Linked DNA regions of Rattus norvegicus: region 2 is linked to region 1. The links are chromatin contacts, called in public Hi-C maps. All regions are on one chromosome and are shown on one strand. Each heading gives the region's core, a stretch centred on a gene start, on an enhancer-like site or on the middle of the called end of the contact. The rest is flanking DNA. Distances are from core to core; before and after follow the strand shown. Region 1 holds the start of Gpx8 (glutathione peroxidase 8). Region 2 holds the start of Snx18 (sorting nexin 18).

Region 1 (4,859 bases), core at 2,350-4,849:
TGCACTTTATATTTTGCAACATTCATTGTATATTTTATTACATCTAGAGTTGGTCACTCCAAAATTGCCACCCTCACAGTGTTCGTTGGCCCACATGGTGACCTTGGGCATTGGATTTCCCACAAGGTTAACCCTAGAGAAAATTAAGTTGGACTGTAACAGTAAAGGGTATTGGTGACAGAGCATCCTGGATTTCCCTTCTGGTCAGTAGAAGTAATATACTTCATCATGATTCTTTGGCTAAGACCTCAACCCCTTCTTCCCTCCTTTGTAACATTCCTATCTTGGGGACAGCCACTGCAACTTAGTAGTAAGATGGCCTTAAACATCTTTTCGCACTGTATGTTTTGGAATCTAAGAGGAGGCCCTCTGTCCTTTTGTACTGGCCTGACTCCACGGTGCTTTCATAGATCCTCTTTCTTTTTAAGAATGATTTGCCCAATCATTTGTGACACATGAGGTCTGATGGCTTCAAGGGGTTCTTCTGGCCTCCAGAACTTCACGACTTGTCCCTCAGGGTTGACCAGATACTTCCAAAAGTTCCACCTTGGTTCCTTCTTGGAAGAATCTAAAACATTCAGAATATATTTTCATGAGTATGATTTTATTCTTTGTTGATATTTTCAGTTTTATTAGCGTATGCATAAGTGACAATATTATAACCAGGTACTAGGATTGTCCTAATATTATTAATAATACGAAAAACAAAACAACCATTCAGGGAAGAGCTCAGGACTTCGATAACCAGACTTCACAGGTAGCTGTCCTGATCTAGAGTTGAGACATGAAACAAAGTTGCATATTTTAGAGTTTTTGATCTAAATGCATTTTCTCTTGTTGTTTGCTATGTAGCCCAAGCTGGCCTTGAACTTGTGACTCTTCTGATTCAGCCTCTTGGATGCTGGGACTAACAGGTGTGTGCCACCAGGCCTAGCAAGACCGAACAAGTTTAATCTTTAGTTCTTAACATTCATGCAGCCCAGGCTGGCCTCAAATTCACTACATAGCTCAGGCTAGCTCTGAACTCTCTATGTAGCCAAAGCTAGCGTTGAACTCTTAATCTTCCAAGGCTCCACCTTCCTAGTACTGGGACTGTAGTGTTTGCCACCACTTCAGTCTGTTTCCAACATTTTAAAAAGATAAAATATTCTAAAGTCCTTGGAAAAAGGAACATATGACTTAATCTTTCATATTTAATGTACTAATGTTCCAAATATTGCTCAGAACAATATAGCTGAAAAAGGCAGGGGACTTGGGATAGTCACTGAGAAATTACAACATTCTTTTGATAAATCTTAATGTGAATTTCCTAATTTATATAATTTGGGATCTATGTCCCTAATATTGATGAATATGAGGAAAAGAGATAGGAACTGGGGGGTTGGAGAGAGAGTTCTGTGGTTAAGAGTGAATTCTGCTCTTGCAGAGGACCTGGGCTCCATCCCCGGCATCCATGTGGTGGCCCACGACCACCTGTGACTCCAGCTTCAGGTGACTGGGAACCATGCACGCATGTTCAAATACATACATGCTGGCAAAACACTCATATACATAAAAATAAAAATGTCTTTTAAAAAAGATAACAGCACCTAAAGCTACAATCAAGTCCCGATTCTGTGCCTGGCCAAATGTGCTCAACGTTCAAACGGACTCAGTGGACTCAGTCTTTCTCGCAACCCCCAGAGGTGGGTATTGCTATCTTCAATATCCTGCAAATGAGACAGGGGAGGCCTAAAGTGGATGCTGCGTAGCCAGTCAGTGGTCGAGGCAGAGCTGATACCCTCTTCCAGAATCTGTAGACGTTACCTCTGGGCTCTTCCTCGCCTGTCTCAGTTCAGTGAGACTTCACACTGTTGCATTTTTGGTTGTGTGAAGGGAGTTGGGTTCCACAGCCTCCCCCCCCCCACCCCCGTAAGAGCTTAGAGCTGTAGCATTTGCAGCGTTCTGGTTAGATTGTACTTGGGTGCTTTGCTCAAGGCAGGGCTCCTTTCTGCCTTTTACCCCACAAATAAAAGCCACAGGTTTCCTGCTCATTGCCTTACAGGTGCTTTATTGTGCTTTAAATAGACGGCTGTGGCCAGCTTAATTACAGAGGAACCCTCACGTGACTGGGCTTTGAAAATAAGTTATTCTGCTTTGAATTTCAGCAAAACCCTGGCAAACTGACAGGTCAATCTTGAGGATAATTTTTCTGATAAAAAAGGCCACCGTAAACTAAACATAAAGACATATTCAGTTAATGATGTCCAGCCACAGGTATTCCTGAAATGTGCAGCCTTAGTAAGAGGCAGGGGTATTGCCCCAAAGGCTGGTGAGATGATGGGAAAGTTGAAATACTTAGGGAAAGCAGGTGACCCCACACGTCACATAAAGCCTTCACCACGATGGCCGCAGAAATAAAAACATACCAAAGTAAAATTCTTTACCATCTAAGAAGTCAGAACATCAATTTTAGGGGCATACAACTTCTTCTAGAAGTTACAAAGGGTGAAGTTCTGGATCTTCGACAGTTTTATGAAAATTTCCCAGTAAAAATATGAGTTATGGTCCTAATAATCTTTTTTTTCTTTATATCACTTATATTTAATGTATGAAAGGAGAAGGAATGAACAACATTGAGGCAGAGTAGATATTTACCAACAAGAAATCTAAACGCAGGTTCTGCTTCCGGCCCTAAAATCTTAATCTTGTGGAAGATGGGGAATGTGACTCCGTAGTTTTTTCTTGCAAAAGATTCTACCTCCTTGCTGGACTTGGGCTCCGATTCTCCAAACTGATTGCACGGGAAAGCCAGGACGTTGAAGTGATAGGGCCCAAACTCCTTGTGCAGCTCCCTGAGGGTCTCGTAACTCTTGTCTGTGAACCGGCAGTCACTAGCCACGTTTACAACTAGGGAAGCCTCCCGGAAAAAGAAAAAACCCCACCGGAAAGAGAAGCAAAAGATTAAAAAAAATCCTCATGCAGTTAAAATCCTAAATCATTTTGGGAGACTATGGCGTCTGATTCCGTATTTTTAGACAGATCCAACTTTATTGAAAACCATAATTCAAATGAATGGGCGACGACTGTGACAAAGTTTTAGTTAGATTACATAAAGAACACTCCTAGTAACGGGTCTCACATAGTCACACAGCATCTTCTAGATAAAACATCATCAGTTCCGCACGAAAGAGAAGGCAGCTTTCGAGAAAAACAGTCGCGTTATGGATCGGAAATTTAAGGCACTTAAAACTCTGATAACTAAAAGCACATCTAACAATATTACTTTGAAGACTTCAAATTACGGCTGTAACGAACCCTATTCTATGGTGAGAATAAGTATCAGGGCCGAGGAACAACAGAAATAAAAACCCAAAGACTTACTTTGCCTTTGAACTTTTCCAGAGACACCATCCTTCCTTTGGCATCCTTCACTTCAAAGGAGTAGAAGCTGTTGATTCTCGGCTTCAGGAATTTTAACTGAAGGAGAAAAAGCATCACGGTGCACAGAACCATAGATAGCAAAACTGCAAATATCTTTGCTTTGGGCCCGGAACATTTTAGTGGGTAGGCACCGAGAGGCTCCATTTTGGATGATTCTGGGAGTCTCAGCAGGCTGGAATTCAAGGAGGAGCTGAAACTTGAAACCCGCGGAGCTTAAGGAGGACCGGAAGGGTTTAAAGACCCCTTGAACGCTGAATAGCTGGAGGACTCTTCCCAGAAGAATCAAACAAAGTCAGAAACTCAAAAAACCTCAACGTATTTGTTAGAGTGGCTGCACTTAACTTTGTTTTTTTGTTTTTTTTTGTTTTGGATAGAAGAATTCGCCTGGTTTTAGCAGATCCTTAAGACACCCCCTCCCCTTCTATGAAAACGTTTCACCAGAAGGTGGCGCTCTTGTAACTTGGAAATGAGTGGTTACGCTCTGAGCAGTGGATTGGGTGTGGAGGACCGAATAGCACCCAGGAATAGCTTAGAGTGTAGATTAATGTGGTCTGTTAATATGACATGTGACCACAAGAAACTTACAAGTTTTATCTGTTTATTGATCGTACTATATGAATATAAAGAATTTATAATAGAACAACGAAGTTTGGAAAAGGCATCCTATTTATTCAGACTTCATCTAGTGAATGCAACCAGATACCAGAAGAATATAGCAAAATAGAAAGACATAAAGGCATAACACCCCTTCTCTATCAGAAACCGTAGCAGCTTTTGTTTTCTTCTGTTTTGTCTTCGTCACTGGTGAGATATTTTACAATGTAACCAAACGTACATGTGCGCTGCTCAGACATACAGATACACACACACACACACACACACACACACACACACACACCCCACTGAGAAATTTGACCTACTCTGTAATCCTGTCTATTGCACTTCTGTGGCAACATGGTTCTGACCTATGAAAATGACTTGTTAATAGATTCCAAACTGTAGATGAAAAAATCCTGGGCTCAATATTAAAGCAGAACCTTTGCAGCAGAATTCAAATATTTAATTAGCAGAGTTCAAGCACAAACGCCAAACAAAGCCTGCAAGCCCACGTCTATGCGGACACACTCAGTAGCTGCTGTATCTTTCATCTCTTTTCTCTTTGGCTCTAGCTTGGTACACGGGGCCTTTGGTCTGAAGATCACAGTTATTGGGGATGGAAACCGGAGGCAGCTGAGGGCTGCACATTCCCAGTCTCCTCAGGATCTGCCCTGTTTACCACACAGGGGATTCTAGACCAAGATGCCATCGACTTGGTGGCACTGCACATTGCCAGGAAGTCAAGAGTGAACTGAGACGCTGGCTTTCTGATGCTCCTGATGCTCCAGAGGGCCTGTCCCCAGCTTCTGTGGTGTGCGGGGCTGGGTGTAGATGAGCAA
Region 2 (5,161 bases), core at 2,087-4,586, 580 kb after region 1:
CGGAGCAGACAGACAACTGCCCGCCCCCACGGGTGTCTGTACTGGTTCTGCCCTCCTCCGCTGGTGACTGCCAACCTTCTGTACAAACTCACGGAAATTCCTAAGTAGGCAGCCAGCATGTGACCTGACTGAAGAAATACAGTGGAATTTAAATGCTAACGTCTTGCATTAAAGACTCAAAATGTCAGGGATTTGTAACTTAAAAACGTAAAGAATAAATACAGGCCAGCAGCAATATTAACGCTCAAAGGGCTAATTCAGTCTTAGACTGTATCTGTGAACTGCAAATCGGCAAGAGAGTTGTTATTCTCTGGGAAGCTAGTTCCACAGTTTCTCGGCAGCAAGCATGGACTCTGAACTTCCCCTATCCCCCCACCCTATTTAAGAGTCTGAGGTCTTGTCACACTTGAGAAGGGGGAAGGAGAGAGGCAGAGAGGAAGGCAGTGGCAAGGAGATGGCTATTTCCAAATAGCTGAAGGCTTGACACAGATTTGCTCTGTTTGCTTCCAGAGAGCCAGAAAGACGATCGAGAAAGAACTCGGTTGAACACAAGAAAGCAAAAGCCAAAGATCAGGTGGCTCACAAATGCTTTGTCCCACATGGCCAGGAAGAGAGCAGCAGGTCACCCCCTCCCAAGGCCAAATCTGGTTATCCACGCAGCTTTCCACCAGCCCAGGATGCTACAGTAGGTAACTGCCACCTCCCCCACACTGGTCCTCCAGAGGCAAGGTCGTGTTCTTGCAACACCTCCCATCTCTCTCTCAGTCAATGGAGCCATTATATCAGAAAGCCAGCTAGCGAGTAACCTCAGGTCAGTCAGGCATGACTGCTGTAGTTTACCAAAAAAAAAAAAAAAAAATCATTTGCAAAGTCAGGGCTTTAACAAAAGCCAGTAACACACCAAACTAAAAAGCACTCTTAACACTGGGACAGCGAATTCACCGCTCTCAGACACAACATTCCTACTTCGCCCCAACTAGTCTCCCACATCATTTTCCTAAAGAACAGTCCAAATGTCAGCTGGTTAATAAACTCCAAACCCAGCCAAAGGAGGTCGGAGATCCTGAAGGTTGGGCCTTTAGGCCGGTTTGCAAGCTGACACAGGAAGTTCCGGTGCTGCCCCAGCATTGTGAACAGGGCTGGCCCAACTCCCCTGCCACAGCAGGGACTGAGGGAAGGCCTGACTTACCTTTATTCCCAGTCATCCATCCATTCTTCCTATTGTCCCTCCTATCTGCCGGCACTGCAGCGTTCAAAGAGATGCCTAGCCTGGCGTGGGTCCCCTACTAATTCTGCCCCAGTCCACGAGCTTACAGATCAAAGCAGCTGATTTCCCTGCCTATTCAAACTCTGAAATAACAACGCGGTCTGACAAACTAGCACTCTGAAGAGTGTGTCAGCCCCTGACTAGAAGGAAATCCAACAACCCACTGAAAACTCGGTAAGGAAAGTCCCAACAGTCACAACCCTAAGGGTCCCCAGACAGGGAGAACGACCAGGAGCCTGAAACCAGAGAGTGGTACGCCTATTAAAGTCACCACCTTCTGACCCCGTGCCACCTGCCCCACAGGCTTTACCTTTCTGAACATGGATGATGTCTGGGAAGTTGGCCAGGTGCCCCTGATACAGTGCTAACAGGTCCATGACTGGGTCCAGGTCCTGCCTGGGCTGCTCAGCGAAGAGTTCACCGATGGCATCATAGGCGTCTCCGGTGAAGGCAATGGCCTGATTCAGACCCACGGAGAAGGCCTGCTGATCCAGCTCAAAGGCTTGGCTGAGGCCCCGAAAGGACTGGCCCACCTTCTGATACTCCTTCTTGAAGCCAGTCACCTGCTTGCGCGCAAACTCGTTGGCAGTGTGGTTGAGCTGCAACGCGCTGTCATCCATCTTCTTGGTGAAGCATTTGAAGCCATCGATCTTGCTTTCCACCTCCTGCAGGTCCAGGGCGGCCGCAGGTGGTGTGCTCAGAGTGAGGAAGAAGTTGGCGCCCACCATCTCATCCTTCTCAGCCTTCCGCTTACCCTGTTTCCAGGCCTTCTCATCAGTGCTGCTGGGGCAGGTCAGGAAATGCTGGAAGACGTCGCACTGGGCCAGCACTGGGTGACTGGCCATGTGGTTCATCCACCAGATCAGACCCTTCCTGCGCTTGGAGATGAAGTCCTCCTCGAAGCGCCCGGTGGCCTGCTTCTCGGGCAGATGGGGCACCGAGATGACCGGGAATTTCTCCGCCAGGCGCGCATACAGCCAGTCGAAGTGCTTATAGCGCCTGTGCACGGGCACCTGGGTATGCGTGGGCACCAGCTTGTAAGAGATGTAGCTCTTCATACCCTTGAACTTGGTCTGCTTGGTGGGATCGTCGATGGTGCACTGGAAGGGGTAGGGGTTCTCCTGCCACTCGGGGCCGTAGGGACCCAGCACCACGCACAGCTTGTCCCCATCCTTCACGAAGCCTGACGCCTCTCCCAGCACGAACGCCTCCCCGCCCGACTTGACGAAGGTGGAGAACCGATTGAGGTTGCGGCTCACCGTGGCGGAGCTCTTGGCTCCAGACGCTTGATGCGGCGGGGGCGCTGAGACGCCACGGGAGCCCAGCGACAGGTCCGAGCGTGTGGACAAGCGGTAGCGGCCGGCCGCGCCGCCGCCCGCTGAGGACGAACCGTCGAGGTCCGGGTACGCACCGCTGCCCAACGCGCCTGGCTCGTCTGCCACTGTGGAGCTGTCGTCCCACTCGTCGTCCCAGTCATCGTCGCTGCCTAGGCTGGCCTGGTAAGCACCGTAGAGCTGCTGGGGCGACGGCTGCGGGGCGCCCCCGCCGTAGGTAAAGCCGGCGCCCGGCGACTGGAAGGAACCGGGCGACGCCTGCGGCTGCAGCAGCGGCTGGAAGGCAGCGGGCGGCGCGGCTGGCAGAGGCTCGAAGCCGCCGGGCGGCACGTTGGCGTAGCGGGCCGGAGCTCCTGGGCCGCCGTCGGCCGGAGGGCCAGGCTCCGGCGCACGGATAACCTGCACGTACGAAGCCGGGAAGAGGCCGCGGTCGCCGCGGCTGTTGATCCCTTCAAGCCAGCCCTCGATGTCCTGCTCGCTGCACAAGCTCAACACCTCGTGCTCCCGCAGGGAGATCTCACCGGGGTTCTCGGACCTAAAGTCGTAGAGCGCCCGGGCGCGTAGCGCCATGGTCTCGAGCCTGGCGCCCCGAGCCCGGGCCGGTCCGAGGGCCCCGCGGTCAGTACCCGCGCCCCTGAGCGCCGAAGGGAGCGAGCCTTGAGGGCAACGCACGGTCTGCTCCCCGTTCCGCTCGTAGCCTCCGTGCAGATCCGCTCTGCTCACCGCAGCGACTGCAGCTTGGGGCCACCGCCGGCCGGGGGCGGGGCCCGGGCCTCCCACGTCCCCAGAGGAGCTAATCCATTGCCGAGATCCGCGTGCCAGACAAGAGCAAGGGATGGCCGAGCAGCCGTGTGTGCGCCGACTGTGCGGCCGCAACTGCCCCCTTGTGGCGGCTATGGAAAAGGAGCGAACTTGAGTGACCACGTGGTGGGTGGGAGGATTTCCAGAAGTAAATTATCTGAAATTGTTTAGATCTTTACGTCATAAAATGGGGGGTGGGGGTTTTTGTTTGTTTGTTTTTTGTGTTTTACGAAAGTGTATTTGTATCTACAATAGCCCGCTGTTCCTTCTCTGACTGCTCAGAGTAAATGCTCCTAAAATGACCTTAACCCCTACGTGTAATAAAGGCTTTCACAAAGAAGATTAGCTGTTGCACTGATAAGTACGCCTTTGCTAGGGTTAATATGTAGTAACTCACAAGATACCCATCTTGTCACTGAAGGTACGGCTCCTTTCCTTCCTGTACTCTCTGATCTTGTTGACAAGGAGTGGAGACTGACCGGAACAAAGTTAGAGTTCGGGAAGAACCTTGTTTGACCAGAGGCAAGGGTGGTGCGGGGAGAAAGGAGCTGAGGAGTTACAAATGAGAGCTCCAGTTTCAGGGAGCCAGGCTGTGTTCTGGCACTGATAGGCTGTATGTCCTTGAGCGAGTCATTTGCACTGTCCTTCCATCCCAAAGTTTGTGGATTCTGTGATAATGTCATTCTTATCTTACAGGCGAAGGAAGTAAAACGCTACTGTACTGAGTAAGCACCGTTCAGTTGTTTGCCATTGCTGTTACTTGGGGAGACACAATCTCTGGCCTCTCTCCTAAAGAGAAACAAGGGTCCTTAGAACTGCAGTTATAGGTGTGGTACACCACAGGGACAGCCCCCATGCTCACAACTTTACACTTCTCCTCGGTCATTGAGGAGGCCTCACTATTTCAATAAATTTGTGTTAAGTAGATCAAAACTGAGAGTTTAACCAACACCAGCATCCTGGGCTTGCCTTGTTTCCGTATATTTTCCTTCAATATGTAATTTGCCCAATGCTTGTTTTCCCGTGCTCTCCTTACTGAGTCTAGCCTAATCCTTTGAAGATACCTCTAACTGCAGTTCTATGGTCACGTGTCATCAATTTCATCCTGCTCTCTGACCCCTTCTATGACAATCTGGCAATCAGACCAGAAGAATATTTCATTGCACTATCCTAAGCACTGTGGTTATCAAAGCATCCTGTTCAAAGCCACTAACCAAGGTACACCACACTGCATCCTAACGCAAAACCTTAACTCATGAGCTGCTTCTCAAGTGCAGCCCTTTCAGCTCAGAATTCCGAATATGACGGTTCTCGTGCAGACCAATCAGTGGGATTCCACTTCATCCCTAGTCACGGTCAGAAACCTAAGTGAACACTAACTAAACAGCTTAAATTATGTAGCGATTCATGAGATATCCATCTAGGATATTCCAGATAAAACAGAGTGGATTCACTCCACTATTCAGTTGATAATAAACTTTAAATTCCAGAGTTAGTTACCGTAGCTTCAGGCTTATCTCAGGTATAATAATTCCGGGAGTTTACATGAAGGTCATTCAGAGGGGTTAAGCTACTGCAGAGGCAACAGCCAAGGCCCTCCAGGGTATTGGGTTTATTTTATTTTATTTTTTGGTTCTTTTTTTCAGAGCTGGGGACCGAACCCAGGGCCTTGCGCTTCCTAGGCAAGCGCTCTACCACTGAGCTAAATCCCCAACCCTGGTATTGGGTTTATTAATACCCCGAGTGCGCATGTTGTCTA

The links. Hi-C and Micro-C count contacts between places; a contact is called where the count stands out from the background.
Region 2: a Hi-C map of Schwann cells shows a contact between it and region 1, with 5 times the contacts expected there. The contact joins the promoter of Snx18 here to the promoter of Gpx8 in region 1. A contact is called at or near these places in 3 of 12 Hi-C or Micro-C datasets (the A7r5 cell line, Schwann cells and mammary epithelial cells).

Annotation. Positions count from the first base shown.
Region 1 is chr2:46,409,641-46,414,499 of GRCr8, forward strand. Gpx8 (glutathione peroxidase 8) reads right to left here and starts at 3,600. Exons shown (of 3, transcript NM_001106411.1): 1 at 3,364-3,600; 2 at 2,638-2,899; 3 at 6-568. The coding sequence starts at 3,567. The coding sequence ends at 405.
Region 2 is chr2:46,988,180-46,993,340 of GRCr8, forward strand. Snx18 (sorting nexin 18) reads right to left here and starts at 3,337. Exons shown (of 2, transcript NM_001107652.1): 1 at 1,578-3,337. The coding sequence starts at 3,171.